2 separate regions of the Mus musculus genome follow, and region 1 is linked to region 2. A link is a contact called in public HiChIP or PLAC-seq data. All regions are on one chromosome and are shown on one strand. The core of a region is the stretch at or near the end of the contact, and the rest is flanking DNA. Distances in the headings are between cores, read along the strand shown.

The links. HiChIP or PLAC-seq counts read pairs in DNA pulled down with a chosen protein or histone mark.
Region 1: an H3K27ac HiChIP or PLAC-seq map of embryonic stem cells shows a contact between it and region 2, with 2.6 times the contacts expected there. The contact joins two enhancer-like sites. A contact is called at or near these places in 1 of 484 Hi-C or Micro-C datasets (embryonic stem cells) and 3 of 115 datasets of contacts at active chromatin or transcription factors (astrocytes and embryonic stem cells).

The regions. Positions count from the first base shown.
Region 1 is chr7:138,150,967-138,155,278 of GRCm38.p6, reverse strand. No RefSeq gene overlaps it. Among named protein-coding and RNA genes, the nearest start is that of Gm30395, 30 kb to the right of the region's middle. Within about 2 kb of position 1,593, at least 20 of the 459 cell types and tissues checked have an H3K27ac peak or open chromatin away from gene starts, as enhancers often do. A contact at or near this core is called in embryonic stem cells, where this site is marked.
Region 2 is chr7:137,568,677-137,572,752 of GRCm38.p6, reverse strand. No RefSeq gene overlaps it. Among named protein-coding and RNA genes, the nearest start is that of Gm51411, 83 kb to the left of the region's middle. Within about 2 kb of position 2,357, at least 10 of the 459 cell types and tissues checked have an H3K27ac peak or open chromatin away from gene starts, as enhancers often do. A contact at or near this core is called in embryonic stem cells, where this site is marked.

The DNA of each region.
Region 1 (4,312 bases), core at 344-2,843, 580 kb before region 2:
CCTGTCGCTGTGTCCCTTCACTTGCTCACTGTGGGAGGTTTGTCTATTAAAAAAGAGAAAGGACATATTCCTGAAAGGAAAATCTGCAGTGTGCCTCTGATAGCCTTCAGGATTCATGGCAGGACACACAAACAATTAAAAATTTATAAAAATGGATATGTATGTAGGACTTTTGGGCTAAGTCTTGTGTTGGAATCTAACATTCAGAAATCCACAGAGTAGCTCTCGTTCCTTGGAGAATCACAAGCTAGTTCAGATTCTCATAGTTTGTGCAAGCCATGAAGTCATTCCCAGGATATGACAAAACTCCATAGGCATTTCTCAAACCATCTATGAAAATTCTGTTTCAGTGGTGGCTTCAGGCTCACCACTGATATCCTGAGGAGCTTTCTGAATAGCCGAAGTCTCAGTTTTTCTTCTATGTCTGGGCCTGTTCTCCGAGAGTGCCCAGACAGACAGGTGAAACCACGGACAGCATAGTGCCTGTAAACCAGCTCCGGAAACAGTCTTGTCTTTGATATCACTGGGAACAGGCTGGTTTGAAGGACAGAGTTAATGCTACTTTACTATGCTTAAGTGAAGGGTGGGAGAAGTCACTGCCATCTTGCTGTGAGCAACTTTGATCATGTCCTGTAGGAGTCCTCTACTTCCTGAGACAGTGCTCCTGGAAGCACCTCCCCACTGTGACTAGGCATCTCTGAATGCAGTAATCTCAGAATATAATATCCTCTAGACCTCCATGGGGCTCATGTCTTATCCTCTGACCTCCCCCTTGGTAGCTGGCAACACAAAGAAGACTCACGATCTTATAAATATCAAATTAATTTCCCTGTATCCACTTATCATAGAACTTTTGATTTAGAGGTATCATTTCCTGAGTCTCTGGGCACTTCCTTTTGCTCCATGTTTTAGTGTCTCAAGGTCAATTCACATATAATTCACACTACAACACAGCAATTAACACAGAGAAAACAATCTTTCTTAAAATAGGTTCTTATTTCACTCTCTACCAGATGCACAGAACTGTTTACGAGACTGGTAGGGAACAAATTCAGCAGGAACTACACTGTATTAACAGATGGCCTTTGACCCACATGGTTCATAACTAGCCACCCTATCATTTAGGAGCTATAATGGAAACTCAGGGTGCTTCCAGTGATCTTAGGGACCTGGGCATGCTGGGAACTTTGGGACATCCATTAGAACAGAGACGCATCATCAACCAGGGTGAACAGATTTGATGGGCATTTTTTTTTTAACGACAGAGATTTTTATACAGATTCCTGATTAGCATAAAACTCCAATTCTCATTCTTCATTGTTCTGCAGCCAAATGAAACGAGCAAGACTTTGTGGGTGTTCCTGGAAGCATGCTCTGAGTGCTCCCTTCATCATTCAGAATCCTCCCTGACTCCTGACAAACAGATCCCAGAACCATCCAGAACTTGCCTGTGGCACAAGGCAGCAGTGGAGGATTATGGTCCACTGCAGGATTCAAGATTGCCTCTTCAGGGATGCCCTAGACAGATCCACAGTGCTGTGCTGCTCAAACAAGAGATTTGCTGAGAACATTTGCAATTCAATACTCTTCCTTGAGTCTTCACTGTGACACCAGATTCTTTTTGTGCTCAGTCAGGACACAAAGGGCCAGCTGGAGGGCTTCCAAAGGCATTTGGTTGGAAAGCAGACAAAGCCATTGTTATAAATTCCTTGCACTCAGACAGCTCAACAGGTGAAATCCATGTTTCTCCCAACATCTTCCCCAAAATTCACTCCCTGTCAGTTTCAATCTGGTGTCTTAAAAATAAGAATGAGAATGTGTCGTGTGTGTGTGTGTGTGTGTGTGTGTGTGTGTTCCAACAGACTTGATAAAAGACACCATTTTATATTCTGTATAGTGAATAATGGCTTCAGGCCAGCTGCAGGATCCTCCCAGGACAACCCAAAAAGATGATGGCAGTTCCATCAGGGCATCCTCCCAGTCTGCACAGAGTGACTTGCTGTGAACATGAAGAAGGAGGCTGTCTAACCCCTTCCTCCCACACCAGTGTCTCTAGCTTGTTCTGAGTTGATAGCCCCAGAACTTGCTTCAGGCATCAGAAATCAGAGATGTGGAGGATGGATCGATTCATTAAATCACTCTCAAGTCCCTGGCCCTACAGGCAAGAAGCACATCGTCCTGGGGCAGAACACCATGATTGGGAAATAGGAGTTTCTGAGAAGAGGGTTTCTCAGCATGTAAAGTGATAGAATGGTAGACACGGATGGAATTTGACCCCCAAAGGCAAGGGATACAGCACTAACACATACCTTTGATTTTGTTCAGGGAGCTCAGGCTAACTCGAGGCTGTCTTGAATCTTTGAAAAGGGATTGGATCAGGAGAAGGGGAAGGGAGACAGATGGCAGCCTCGGCTGAATTTGGAGTCACCTGGCTCTGGACCAGACTGATTGCTTCAGAAACTTCGGGGTAGGTCCTGCGCAGTGGTGCTTTCTAAGTGTCTAGGTAAGTCTGTCTTCAACTATTCTGAGAGACAGTAGAGGTGGGCTTGGATTTAAGGGTCAGCCAACTGAGAATTAGGCTGCTTGAATCATGGGTAGGACACCTACGAGGCAAAATACCTCAGCCTGAGAGTGAAAGGGAAGCCAAGTGGGACTGGTTGGACATGATGGAGATTCGATGTCATTTTGGCCTAAGTGATAGTTGGGTTTCAGACCCAGGACAAATGGCCAATGTACATATTTTACATACCAAAGTAGATCTGACATCCAGGTTCTCCTAGCATCCTTCAGTCTCTACCTGGCACACCCCACCTCTACCCCCAATCTTTCCAGCCCAGGGGCTGAGCTGCCCTTCCTTGACAGGCTCTTACTTATGTAATCCAGATATTTTGGTTTTCTCTCTCTCTCTCTCTCTCTCTCTCTCTCTCTCTCTCTCTCTCTCTCTCTCTCTCTCTCTCTCTCTCTCTTCCCTTGCCTCCATTTCCTTTCTCATGGCAATTTCCCTGACCTCCATGGGGCCAGTGAACTAATCTGCCCTAGAACAGCTTCCCAATAAGCCTGCACTTATATATGTTTTAATCTGGATTGAACTGGTTCATTTTACTGGCAGAGAAATAACTTCTCAGTGATGCTCATGTTGTGTTACTATAACAGCATATCAGAGACTGGGTAACTAAAGTACTGGGTACTAAAGTTCACTTGGCTCATAGTGGTGTGGTGCCCAGAACCTGATGAGAGGTCTTTGCTGCGTTATAATAATATTATGGTGGGAAGGCAGAGGGAACTGGCTATTCACAGAGTGGACCCATTTGTAGGTAGTCATACTTTCTAGAGATCTGTGCCCATGCATACACAATCATTCCTGAGACCCAACCTTCTCTGAGCATCCGTCTATGCAGGAAGGTCAGGACTCCAGGATACTATAACTTCCCTCTAGGCTAACCTGTGATAGTCTCTACTCCTTGAGCCCTACCCCAGCCTTAGAAAATAAACCTCCAGGATATACTCACCCCACAGTGCTCAGATATTGGGTCAGACATGAATTCTTAGTATGTCCACAGGGGGTAAGTTACAAGACGTTGGACTTTAATTCCATGACTGAGTGAAAAGATTTCCTTTAGCAGTGTGGACAGCACTGTCCAAACCACAGAGGCCTTAAAAGAGCAAGAAGGAGGAGGTGTCTCTTCTCCATCTCTCTGCTTGAGCTGAGACACCCACATTCTCTCCACCTCCTCTACTCTCTTCCTCACATTGGCACAAAGCTTCTGCTCAAAGCTGGGGAGACCCAGGACAGGGCAAATACTCGTGCTTCCCTGGTCCTTACTCTGTATGGCATCAGCAGCAAGTAACTTGCAGACGGCACATCATGGGGCTCATTAGTCTCAGGCCTCCACGATTGCTCGTGCTGGTTCTCATAACCAACCAATCAGTCTCCGCGGGCAGTGTACACGCAATCCTGTCCCCCTGGAGAGCCTGACTGGCCTGATGATGGTGGGGAAACAACCAACAGTGCCAGATGTGATTCAAATGGTTTCCAGGGTCTGAGAACGGGCATCCCAGGGCTGCCGTCCAGCTCCTTTATCTGGCTAGGACTCAGGCTTTGTCCTTTACTTGTGACTCAGTTTGCCTGAAACACATCTGTCTTTGGCCATCGATGATATGGAGAGCCCTGTCAGGTAACTTGTATCACTGGGGCATCTGGAGGAATCTTCTCCAAGTTCCCCCTTTTTATGCATATAAGGCACATCAACCAGAAACTGAAGTTTGGGAGCTCAGCGTCTTTTTCTTCTAGATTTGGTGAAAAGTCTGAGTT
Region 2 (4,076 bases), core at 1,108-3,607:
AGACAGGCAGGCAGGCACGCACGCACGCGAGCAATCAAAGTTTCCAGCTGTTGGGATACAGTGGCAGTTCCAATCAGTGCTGACGTCTCACCCTGAGCATGTACACATGCAGTAGGTATATTCACTTAAGGTGCACAGTCACCATGAGAGACCAGTTACTTCTTCCCCTTGAGTAGTTTGCCCTTGCTTCATGCTGCAGTCCAGCCCTGAATGGCAACTGCTAGGGGTCATGGTGAAGGCTTATTCTGACACTCTCCCAGTGAGAGCTACACTCTGAATTCTAAGCCAGTTCCTGTGAAATGCTTTCCTTTAAAAGAGTTGCTATGGTCATGGTGTCTCTTCATAGCACTAGAAACCCAAACTAAGACACCTTGGCTAGTAGACAGTGTTTGTCCCCATGTGCTCCATATATCCCCACCTGTTCTTCCTTCTGTGTGATTCTCTTCTTAGGAGGATACTCATCTCTAAGCACAGTCACACTCTGAGGTGCCAAAGTTAGAAGGTATACACCTGAATTCTCAGAAGACACAATTCAACCCCAAACAGAGAACGCCTGCAGTCTCAGAGATTAAGTCACACCATCGTGACTGACATAAAGCCACTTAGAGAAATGGGGGTGTACATGTTTGCCCCAGTGTGTGCTTTTGTAGATCTCCTGAACCATTTTGTTTATAAGCAATGATATCTTTGAGTCAGAGATGTCACTCAGCCTGATGACAGGAAGTGGGTCTGATGAGGTGGGCTTTCTGTTCTGCCCTGAGGGGACAGTCAGAGGGAGGCCAAGATGCAGCTGCCACCACAAACCTATTTGGTGTCCTCCCCACTTCATTGATATAGTGAAGTATTATGAAGTCTCTTCATCTCCTACTTGGCTTCATGGGGGTTATTTTGGCGTTTTGATGGGTACCGGTGACCATGGCCTCTTTGGCCATCATTGAACACTGTAGACATTGGGGGAAGCCAGGCAATGTCTGGATTTCTGTCTTTCAGCCCTATATCCAGTTTTGGAGCCTCTATCCCCTTACCTAAGGGCTATTTCTGACACCAGGGCATACTTTGTGGTTCTGAGTTCTGCTTCCTCCCTCGGGGTGATCAGGGTAAGAGGATGGAGTGGAGCCTCGGGTAGGAGAAGGTCTTCTCCAAGGATTTCAGTGCTACAGCTCTTATGGGTGATATTCAGTGAAACAGCTCTCTTAGACAATATCTGGTGAAAGCTTGGATTCGTTATTCAGTGTGAACAAGGGCTATATAAACCTTGGAGAGTGGGAAGAGGTTCTTTTTTGGGGTGAATGTTCATTGGCTGAGGCTTAAGGTACTGGGAATACCTCATTTGCATGGAGAGGAACTCCAGGTGCTTGTTAGGCAGGGCCTTCCCCTCCAGGGGAAAGGGAGTTGAACCTATGATTTCACCAAGGACTATGCGACATTCCTCAGGTAGAGGATGTGGGGTCAGACTCCTCAGATAAGGTCAAGTGGAGAAGAAGAAGCCCCACTGAAAAAAGAGGTCCTCCATTTTGTACCAACCTTGGTCATGGTAGACTGAGTCTTTAATAGCTGTGTTTCCCAACAATCCTTGATCTCATTCATCTCCCTAGGGAATTCTTCTGCTACTAACTAACTAAACAACACAAGGACCCACATTCCTTTGTCTCCGGGTATGTGGCTTTAGACTCTATACTTTCTGTGGGATGTCAGAGCTTCCCATTAAGCATTGTTGTCTGCAATTAACTACTAGTGACGCTGTATTATTTTATCTAATCCCAGCTCACTGTCCTGCTGTCTCCTCCCCTCTCAGCAAGTACTTCTTGGAATCATATTCCTGGCACAAGCTCAGCACTCAAGTATTTGTCTTAAGGTTTCCTTCTAGGGACCCCAGATGAGGATTAGATGGCTCCACCACCTTTTAAAAGGATCTGGTACCTGTTCAAAATGATTTATCTTTCTAATGCTGTGATTGACCCTCCCCCACCCCCACCCCATCCCAAAACTCCTTCCAGGATACCGTATCCCTACTCCATAAGCTTTGAGGAGTGCTGAACCAACATCTAAAATACCACTATCTGGGAAGTACTCTGGGCCTGGAGACCTCTTGTGGTCTTTTGCCTGAGAGGCTAATGTCTGTGGCTGTCTGTGGCCACACAAACCAGGTTCTTGAAAGGTAGGCTGGGGCTATATGGAGAATTGACGGCAAGAGAAATAATGAGACCAAGACAAAATTTTCTGATCAAGGCCCAATGTTTACTTAAGAGTCTGAGCTTATAAAGGGGGAAGGCCCATCCCCCACAACACCAGGCTTTTGATGCTTTGTCGCCAGCCTTCCAGCACTTGGTCCAGGGTGTTGCTTATCTCAGGAAGAAAGGTTTCAGCCTCTCAGCAGGTAGTGGCTGCTTGGAGAAGAGCACAGGTGGCAGAACAATAGACCTATCTAGGTCAGAAGACTCCACCCTAGTTGGTCTTGTTCACAGTGGCAGAACAGGTCTGAGCCAGCCTGCTCAAGGCTGAGGGAGGCTACAAATGTCTATGGAGCTGTACATGAAGTAACATGGGGCCAGAAGGCAGGATGACATGCATATGTGAATCTTCTTATTATTTAAAGAAGATGTTGGTGTACTTGACCCTGTGAGAGTTCATATCCCAACTGTGGCATGACTCTGGGTCCATTGCCATGTGGAAGAGAGGAAATGCATGTAGCTCCTAGGACAGATGTGTGACCTCTGGAGGTCATGGCCAGTTGAGATGGAAGGATTGTGGTCCTGAGTATGTTTTCAGTAGATGTCTGATGCCTTGAGGTACCCTGGAAATTCTCAGAGACCAGGTGACTCTGGCCTCAGGATAATGAGAATAGGACACCTATGCGCGTCTCATATCTCAATTACCCCTGTCTATCAGAACACCAGAGGGCTGGGCTTGCCATTGCCTCTCTTTTTCCTGAGGAAAGTACCAGGAAAAGCACTTCCTTCCAGGGGAGGTTCTTTTTCAAATGACCAATTGATGTCACGGGGGAAAAGCAGGTCAAAGGTAGACTTCTGCTCCTTCCTGGTCCCCGGCTCTGCTGTTGATCTAACAGGAGTCTTCGGAGTCTCCTCTATTTTCACTTCAGTTCCCAGTAAAGGGATTTACAAAATATGCCTTTCAAAGGCCCATAAATCTAGGACTTTTCATTAAGTGGATCTGTATGTCTATGTGTTCCGCCCTCTTTCTCCTCAAAAAGCTACTAGGGTTGGAGAGAGGCCTGGCTTTGAGTCATTGTCTTAGTTTTCCTTCAGTTGCTATGAGAAAACACTCAAGCCAAAACAACTTAATGGAAGATTTATTCTGGCTTACAGTTCCAGAGGATCATGTCCATCATGTCGGGAAAGACAGAAGTGTAAGCTCAACTGGTCACACTGCAGCAGCAGTCAGGAAGTAGAGAGAGAAAAGAAAGTGGAACCTGCCTATAAATCCGGAAGGCCCACCTCCATTGAGCTACTTCCTCCAGTTAAGACTCCACTTCCTAAGGGGCTCACAAATTCCACACACAACACCATGAGCAAGAGACTGTGTGTTCAAACACACAAGTCTCTGGGGGGCATTGCATTTTCAAGCCACAGTCGTCCAAGTCGTCTGTTTTCTTGCTAGTGACAAAGCTTGTACAAAAATACACAAATGCAATTAGGTAAATGTTAGAAGCAGAATGAGAAGTAAATCCACAAAGCTTCTTAAAAGCTGCCCATCAACATACTACTGAAAGCTACTAAAAGATAAAAGGGCAAAGCACAAGTAACAATGATGGTGACATTTGGCGCCACCTCCTTCCTGGGCCATCTAAAGCTGAAGTCATCTGCATGGGGCATGTTGGATTCCTCTGAAGTCAGAGATCCTTGTCTTCCCTAAGACTCAGAATGTTGCTCATCATGGGTGCAGCAGGTATTAGGTACCTGCCAGACTATCTTCCTTTTAGACTTCCTCTGTTGGATAGCAGCAGCCTTGCTGACCACACTTGACTTTGTGGGGGCTGGTTCTCTCATGTTTGTGACGATCCCCCAATTTGTAGACCTTGGAGTAGCTAACACTCTAGCCAAGGATGGTTCTGTGGG